Linked DNA regions of Mus musculus: region 1 is linked to region 2. A link is a contact called in public HiChIP or PLAC-seq data. All regions are on one chromosome and are shown on one strand. Each heading gives the region's core, a stretch centred on a gene start, on an enhancer-like site or on the middle of the called end of the contact. The rest is flanking DNA. Distances are from core to core; before and after follow the strand shown. Region 1 overlaps Trappc10 (trafficking protein particle complex 10). Region 2 holds the start of Rrp1 (ribosomal RNA processing 1 homolog (S. cerevisiae)).

Evidence for each region. HiChIP or PLAC-seq counts read pairs in DNA pulled down with a chosen protein or histone mark.
Region 1: a contact with region 2 is called in an H3K4me3 HiChIP or PLAC-seq map of stem cell-derived neural progenitor cells, with 31 read pairs. The contact joins the enhancer-like site here to the promoter of Rrp1 in region 2. A contact is called at or near these places in 1 of 39 promoter capture datasets (HPC-7-derived erythroid cells), 1 of 484 Hi-C or Micro-C datasets (bone marrow-derived macrophages), 18 of 115 datasets of contacts at active chromatin or transcription factors (the 230-238 cell line, the SCID.adh cell line, bone marrow-derived dendritic cells and 12 more) and 3 of 9 other capture datasets (adipose tissue, liver and pancreatic islet).

Annotation. Positions count from the first base shown.
Region 1 is chr10:78,220,348-78,224,701 of GRCm38.p6, forward strand. Trappc10 (trafficking protein particle complex 10) reads right to left here. Exons shown (of 23, transcript NM_001081055.2): 4 at 2,317-2,513; 5 at 1-37. Among named protein-coding and RNA genes, the nearest start is that of Trappc10, 22 kb to the right of the region's middle. Within about 2 kb of position 2,599, at least 64 of the 459 cell types and tissues checked have an H3K27ac peak or open chromatin away from gene starts, as enhancers often do. A contact at or near this core is called in stem cell-derived neural progenitor cells, where this site is marked.
Region 2 is chr10:78,411,490-78,415,959 of GRCm38.p6, forward strand. It overlaps Rrp1 (ribosomal RNA processing 1 homolog (S. cerevisiae)), which reads right to left and starts at 1,554. Exons shown (of 13, transcript NM_010925.2): 1 at 1,331-1,554. The coding sequence starts at 1,463.

The sequences.
Region 1 (4,354 bases), core at 1,349-3,848, 190 kb before region 2:
AGAAGAGTCCTTCAAAGGGTCAGAGAGCACAACACACCTGCAGAGACATGAAAGGCATTCTGGAAAATTCTTGGGGCATAAAACACCTGCTTGGCTGAGCCTCTTTTCCAAACCCCCAACTGCCTGCCCTGTTTTCTGTCTTCAATCAGTGAAAATCGTCAGGGAGGGGCCCAGGCAGTTCACAGCTAATAGGCATTGCAAAGGTTTCTAGTAAAGTCTGCCGCAGAACGGACAGGAATCAGAGTGGGACTGAAAAGGGGTGGACCTGCAGGGCCGGTTGTGATACAGGAGTCACAACACCCTCAGCTCCCAACCCCCATCCTCACAGGCTCCTTATGCTGACAGAATGAAGCCAAGCTATCTCAGCTTGACATGGGAGGCCCAGGCCTAGCCGCAGGACCAGCTTCCACCCCTCATGCTCCAGTCTGGGCCACTGAGCAGCCATACTTTCTCTTTCCTCCAGCACTCGGTAGCTCACCTGACATCAATCCCACACTAACCCCATGCCACAATCACAGCAGTACATCCTGGGAGGCCCCTGCAGTGAGCCCTGGCTGTCCCCATAGATATGCCTCTGCCACCACACCTCAACCGTAAGGACAACATTAAGAAGCAAGACAGATACAGTTGACAGACAGGTATGATGCAAGGAGACTGTGCCAATGATGTAAATAAACCTAAACTCAGAAATGGTTTTAAAATCTGGATGCAATGGGCATCAATAGTTCTCCTTAATAAGCATTTTATTAAGCTGCTAGCAAACAGTGAGATGAACCAACCCTGTGCTCTAACACACACCCTCAGGAGACAGCAGCCTCTATGCAACACCAAAAGGTGAGGCAGCATGGAAAAGCCATCCCTCCCATCACCTACCCAGTAGGCACTGATCCCTCTCAGAAGGGCAGAGGCCAGGGCCAGTCACCCCTGATGTCACCTCCCAACGGGTGCTGCATTCTGCCAGCTCAGTACCTATCCCATGGTACTCTCAGGAGCTGCAGCTGCCAACACCCTTGCTGAGCAGCAGCAGCACAGTCTCCCATAGCCTTCACAGTGCAGGATGGAAACCCTCAACACAACAGCACGCATGAGGCAGGGCTTTCCTTCAGCAGCCCGCTGCCTACATAGTCCATGCTGCATAACACTACTACGCCCTAGTCCCTCCTCAGGCCTTTCGACTCCCACGCTCTCTACGTCATCATCTGTTTGCATGATTAAAAAGACAGAGCCCAGCACAGCTAGAGATGTGAGGAATGAACACTGATCAGGAGTGTCTCCTAGGGCACAGAAGACCAGAGCAGCTGCTAACAGGGGCTCATGTGAGGAGGGCCTCAGAAAGACCTCGATGCTACCACCATCTTAGACAATCCCTGAGTTAGCATCTGACTCAGCAGTATTTTGCCAAAGGTGTGAAGAATGGACAGAACCTGTAACCAAGCAACTTCCCTTTAAGGAGCAGATTCTAAGGAAGTCGTTAAGGACATTCACAGGATCTGGGCTGGAAAGACATGGACAATGTCTGTAGGAACAGTAAGCAAACAAGAGCCCAACAGTCCTCAAGGTTTCTGTGTGTGAACTGTACATGGATGTGTTGCCCTATTATGTGTTCACTAGCAATAATGGGACAGGGGCATACACGGAAAATTCCCAATGTACTAAGTGACAACAGCAGCTATCAATGTGCATAGAAAATGACAGTGTTCTGAAGAGTCGCAGAGGAACCGCTCTGCTCTGGGCGCTTTCCCACTCACTTCATACATGCTCTACTTCCCAGCCCAGCCCTGACCCCAAACACCTCCCTCAGGTCCCCAAAGCAGGTTAGTGGCACTCTTATAGGTTCTTGCAGCATGGGGACCCTCCGCTGGTGGCAATGACCATGGGAATGAGAGCATGTCTCACCAGGGCATCTCCGAGACGAGTCAGCACACAGCCACCTGGTCAACTGTGTCTGCAGTGCTAAGGAGAGGAAGTCCCAGCAGGCGCAGAGGAGCAGTAAGACACTACAAGGAAGGGATGAAGCTGCTGCTTTGCAACTTCCTTCCAGGAACTTTTAAAAAGTGGACTATAAACAGAAATGCGTGTCTCACGGTTAAGAAACTACTTGGGGAATTCTACCCTATTCAAGGACTGATCTTCCCCAGGGCCACTGGCCCAGAAGCCTCTCCCCCTAGGCTGTCCACCTGGAGATGAACTGCTAGGCCAGGAATTACAGAGGAGGGGTTTAGGGAAGGGATCCTGCACCCCTCTGTAGTTTTCTAGACTGCCTGAGTCAACGGCTATCACTAACATCAAAGTGGATAAAATGCAAGACATACTTACCTGTCACTCTGTTTATTACAAAAGTCATTTCTTATTTTGTCCACAATAGAAGTTCGGGGAAGGATGTTGGTTTTGTTTTTTTTCTTGGCATCATTTTCAACTACCACTATTAGCCAGTCCACAGAGCTATGAGCTTTCAGAACATTCTGCCACTTGGTGAGGTCGTCTTTTACCGTAGCTTTGTACACTTCAGTATCCTAAAAATAAATAAGTCACTGTGAAGGCGAGCTTCCCAATGCCCCTTTGTCTCTAGGAACAGGGAGGGTGTCAGTAACAAAGAGCCACTAGTCACAGCATTTTAACACACTGTGGTAGCCAGAGGGTAAACCGAGTGGGTGTCTCAGCACTGGCATATTCTGGCACCCAAAGACATAAGATACAGCACCAAGGGCTGAAGAGCTGAGGAGGTCACCCAGGGTGCTATTGCCCAAGAGCCGAGGAAGAGCTTTAGTCAGGGCTCTGTGCCCAAGCCCCGTAAGGCTGTCATTGTCATTAGTCAGCCAGGACCCTAGCTTCTTGCCAGCTGTCCACACACACAGTAACCCTCAGCTCTCAGGAAGCCCTGGAATCCTGATCCAACTTCAATGCCCCTTGAATTCTCCACATAAGAGCCAGAGAGAAGATCACCCAGCTCCCTCACGCTGTCCCAGCTCACAGGAGCTGACAGGAAGCTGCTCAACTCAAAACAGCTCCACTTCTCTCTCCCAGGACTAACCCAAGTGGTGAGAGAAAGCAGTACTCCCTAATACAGTACATGCTGCAACCCTAATACTATAGAGGCCACGGCAGAATTGCAAGGCTGAAGTTAACACAGCATCAACTGCACAGGGAAAGCTTGTCTCAAAACACAAAACAAAGCGGGGCAGTGGTAGTGCATAGCTCTGATCCCAGCACTTGGCACACAGAGGCAGGTGGATCTTAGAGTTTGAGGCCAACCTGGTCTACAGAGTGAGTTTCAGGACAGTCAGAGATACACAGAGAAACCCTGTCTCAAAACAAACAAACAAACAAACAAAAAACCCAAACACTGAAAAATCAAAAAGGATGATCCTTATTAGGATAATTTCAATGAAACCATTTACAATGACCCCAAGAACTAAACTAAGTGGACCTGGGGAAGTTGGATGGTGCATGGCCTCTGTGAAGTTATGACTAAGGCCATAACAGGGTACAAAGGAATACAAACTCACTGCATGCTCCTAGGTTCAAGAGAACTTACCACTATTAAATTCTTCTTGAATCAATAGTAAATTAAACAAGGTAACTTCAATCAAAACTCCCATGCCTCCCACCCCACCCTTCTCTCTTCCTTCTTCCTGTCTCTCCAACTAGCCACCACGGTGTAAAACCTTACACTACACTGTGTAGTGATTTAGTTCTACTGTGCTCATAGATCTGCAGCAGAAGGTGAGGTGTGGAGCTGTGTTTTAAGGCTGGGAGACGGAACACAGTGGGTGAGTCTCTAATGGCTTGGGCCTCCTCATGGCTTTCTGAGAGCACAAGGCTTCATATGACAGTGACTGGGGTCTGGCCAGCAGAAGGCATTGACTGCCTTAAAAATCACAGCCACACAAGCTGAACCAGAAGATATAAAGACCCAGCCTCTCGACGAGGAAAGTCCCTGGCATGCAAAAAAGTACATGTTGGGCAGGGCATCCTGGAAAACACGACTTATACTCGTGACAGCCAGAGGAGAACATGCGTGTCAGCACAAGTTCATTTTAAGTATTTTGAGGCTCACCATGTGCTCTCTCCTCCAACCTTAACACTACACACTATGCAGGAAAACACTGCCTCTGACCCACCACAATCAACAGATCTCAAGTATTCACACCGGTGTACACACAGAACAGGGTTTGAATAGAGTTGAAGTTTCTAATAAAGGGGGAGACTATTAGGAAAATCGTGCCATGCCGATTTGTTGTTCATTTAGACAAGAAGATTGGATGTCTGAGACCCTCAACCCATAACTCTGACCTGCAGAAAAATAACTTGCAGCTTCCAGACCAAACACAAGTGACAAGGTACAGAGTTACCA
Region 2 (4,470 bases), core at 304-2,803:
CATCACAAGAGCAACAGTGAGACTTAGTGAGCCCTGGAACCTACCTTCCCGAGCCAGGAAGGAAACATGACTGCCTGAACTACTCTTAACAATAATACGACTGGGGGCTGGCGAGATGGCTCAGCGGGTAAGAGCACTGACTGCTCTTCCAAAGGTCCTGAGTTCAAATCCCAGCAACCACACGGTAGGTTACAACCATCCTAATGAGATCTGATGCCCTCTTCTAGGGTGTCTGAAAACAGCTACAGTGTACTTATTTATAATAATAAATAAATCTTTGGGCCAGACGGAACAGGGACTGAGCGAGCTGGGCTGACCTCAGTGAGTGGGGCCAACTGGAACGAGCAGAGGTCCTAAATTCAATTCCCAACAACCACATGAAGGCTCACAACCATCTGTACAGCTAGCTACAGTGTACTCATATACATTAAATAAATAAATAAACCTTAAAAAAATATGATTGGGCAGCCAGCCCCGCCCTCAAAACATTCTCCAACAGAACTGCCATAACGGTGCCTGGAGGAGCCCCTCCCCCCAACCCTCCAGTAACTCCATGCACCAGCAAGCAGGTATCAGTCCCATAGAGTTAAAGAAACCCAACACTTTCGGGACCGGGAGATGGCCCATTGTTAATGCAGTGATTAATTAAGCCAGTGTCAGACCAAGGAACTGTAGCTATACTATGACATTTCGGAGATTAAATGGTGAAAGTTATTCATTCCGGCTAGCAAAGGACATCACCACCATTTAGCGAGGCGCATCCCCCAAGTTGGGGTGCTCTGACTAGAGCGTGAAAAACTGCGCTGAGACACTTCCCAAAGCATACAGCCATGACCTCGGCCAAACCACCGCTCAGGGAATCTATAATTTGCATCCGCGGAGGGATATCCAAAAGCAAAGGACATCGCCACCATTTGGCGAAGCGCATTCCCCAAGCTGGGGTTCTCTGACTAGAGCGTGGAAAACTGCCTTGAGACACTTCCCAAAGCATACAGCCGTGACCTCGGCCAAACCACTGCTCAGGGAATCTATAATTTGCATCTGCGGAGGGATATCCAAGAGACGCGGAGGCTGCTGAAAGGGGTCGCTCACTGAGGACCAGAAGCACAGAAACCGCTCTGCAAAAGGACATCCTGGGAACGGGGTGTCGAGAACACACCTTTAAGAACACGGGACACCAGTAAAGGCCGGCGGAAGAGCACCAGCAAGCTACAGAAGGAAGAAAAGCGGGCAGACCGATCGGGTCAGCCTAAGCCAGTAGAACAGCAGACGAAGGCCGGATCCTGCGGGGCCCACGCAGCGGAGCTCGCCTGCCCTCCCGCCCGCGTACCTGTCGCCCGCTGCGACCTGGCCTCGATGTACTTCCGCAGCTTCCGCAACGCGCGGTCCCGCGTCACCTGTTCATTGCCCGCCAGGCGCTGCGCCAGCTGGATCTCCGGCGGGAGCGGCACTCCGGGAACCATGGTGAGGAGAACCCTGAGACCACGCACTCGACGCTTCCGCTGGGGCGCTCGAGTGACGACACGCGCTCGTCACCACTGAACGTCACACTGAGGCGACACAACCCAGCTAGACGTCAAACGTCCTGGACGATGCTGGCGTACGCTACCGCCTCTCAGTGGCCGAGAGGCGCAACTGCACCCTGCAGGGAGGAGGATGGTCTGGTGTAAGCCTAGGGCATCTCTGATTCTTGAAAAGGTTAAAGCATTGTCTTGGGTTCGCCCTCCTCTTTACTGCAGCAGGAGTGGCTGTATTACAAGAAGATCGTGATGTGGCCCAGCTTGTCCTCAACTGTAACACTTAGCAGGACTGCGTGGAGCTGCCCTTGGCTCAGCATCCTGAGCCATGTTGGGGTGTGGGGTGTGGGTGGGGGGAGGTTGGGTGTGTGCATGAACCCTGCAACGCCGAGAACTACGAGCTTTACCCGAAACACTTTACCTGATCCCTAACACCTTAGTCCTCAGGGAAATCCACCCCACCAAGCCTCTTGTAGAGCATCCACTTTCCTGGAAAGAGAAAAGCAAGAAGGCTGTCAGGATCCAGATTATGGGACAGGGTGCAGGTACCTATCATGAAGGTAGGCAGGCAAATACACTATAGAAAGCACAGTGAGTGTGCAAAACTTGAGTGTGCCCTGGTTCATGAAATGTGTGGTGACAATCGTTTGGGACACTATTGGGAAAATTTTTCCATATAGCCCAAGAGCTGAAATGTCAAATTAGAATACAAAACAATTACAGGTTTCATTGGTGTGCCCAAGACCACCAGAAGTCTGATGACTTGCTGGGGGAAATTTCCAAGACCAGTGGACGTTTGGACTTAGTGGTACCATAACATTGCCAGTTCGTTGCTACACCATAGGCCAGCTAAGCCCAGGATTAAAGTGTCAGGCAAGGAAGGTGGCTGTATTTGAAAAGCTAGATGCTGGAAAAAATGGGAGGGATGGTTGTTGAAAGTCTGACTGAAGAGGAATAAGCAACTGGGGTGGGAGAGGGCATGTCTAAGCACTATTACAGGAACATAGACAATTCTGTATTTTCTATAACATCAGAATTTACTGAATAACAAAAAATTTGATAGACTACATCAATGTTATGGCCACGCTTTTTAAAGTCAACCCAGTTTCTTTGACTTAGGCAAGCTATCTCTTGTTGCTGTTGTTTTATTTATATGAGTACGCAGTTACTGTCTTCGGACACACCAGAAGAGGGCATTAGATCCCATTACAGATGGTTGTGAGCCACTGTGTGGTTGCTGGGAATTGAACTCAGGACCTCTGAAAGACCAATCGGTGCTCTTAACCGCTGAGCCATCTCTCCAGCCCTAGGCAAGCTATCTTAAACTACTAATATTAATGGTCAGACTCTACTTACACATCACACAGTAAATATATCCACCTATACATATGTGTATATGCCAAGTCCTGCTAGGCTTGAGTACTGAAACCCCAACTGGGAGAAGTAAAGAAATACAGGACAGACACACAGACAGAAAAGGTGGGCTCAGCTTAGGTGTGAGCACTCTGATTGGGACACTCACTACCATTGCAACTTGGAACCTCAGGTTGTTTATTATGTACCAACTAGGAGGAGGAGGATCTGGTCCTAAACATCCAGTCATGGATGCTTTTTAAGTCTACAAGTCTCAAGCACAAAGATGGTAATTAGTGCCTTAGTTAGGGTTTCCATTGCTGTGAAGAGACACCATGACCAAAGGCAACTCTTATAAGGACAACACTTAATTGGGGCTGGTTTAGAGGTGCAGAGGTTCAGTTCATTATCATCAAAGAGGGAACCTGGCAGCATCCAGGCAGAGACGGTTCAGGAGGGGCTGAGAGATCTACATCTTCTTTTTTTTTTTTTTTTTTTATTAGTTGGCTGGTTTGGGATGTTTCTTTTTTTTTTTTTTTTTTTTTTAAAGATTTATTTATTTATTATATGTAAGTACACTGTAGCTGTCTTCAGACACTCCAGAAGAGGGAGTCAGATCTTGTTACGGATGGTTGTGAGCCACCATGTGGTTGCTGGGATTTGAACTCTGGACCATCGGAAGAGCAGTCGGGTGCTCTAACCCACTGAGCCATCTCACCAGCCCGAGATCTACATCTTCATCTGAAGGCTGCTAGAAGAAGACTGGCTCCCACATGGTTAGGAAGAGGATCTCAAAGCCCACCCCCACAGTGACACACTTCCTCCAACAAGGCCACACCCACTCCAGCAAGGCAAAGGTAACACCTCCTAATAGTGCCAGTCTATATGGGCCCAGCATATTCAAACCACCACACTCATCAATTGCTTTTGAAAAGAGCAAATCTCTAGAACAAAGATTAGTATTTGCTTGGGCCAGGCTTGCCCATAGTCAGCTGCCCAAGTCCAACTTTTGGAATGTTCCACAATGGACAGGTTAGAGTAGGCAGCTGCTCCCTGGCTTTACCCATTCCCAAACTCCAGGTCACAGAAGAAACTATTATTTGTCTGATTCCTGTAGACACCAGGGTTGGGTGACATCAATCAGGAAGTCAGCCAAGATCCAGGCTCAGTGCTCAGCTTCAGTATAGCCTGCTACGGGGGAAGGGTCCAAAGAAAGATTTTCCAAAGGAGAAGAGGTGTAAGCTGAAGGACAGGACAGCCAGGACCAAGTTTACCTGAGTGATTTGGAGTGTATCCTAATAGGACAAATAAAGATGAAAGCTGTGGGGGGTGGGGGTTGAGGTGGTGGGGTGGGTGGCTTGGTGTCTGGGGACATGGGATCTAACATTTACAGCCATGGGCGCTGCATGTGTGAGTGTGTGCATGTGTGTGTGAGAGAGTGCCCGTGTGCATATGTGTGCATGAGTGTTTATGTGTGTAAAGAGAGAGCCATATATAGATGACATATAGATAAATGATAGATACATAGATAGATAAATGATAGATAGATAGATAGATAGATAGATAGATAGATAGATGGATGATAGGTAGATATAGATAG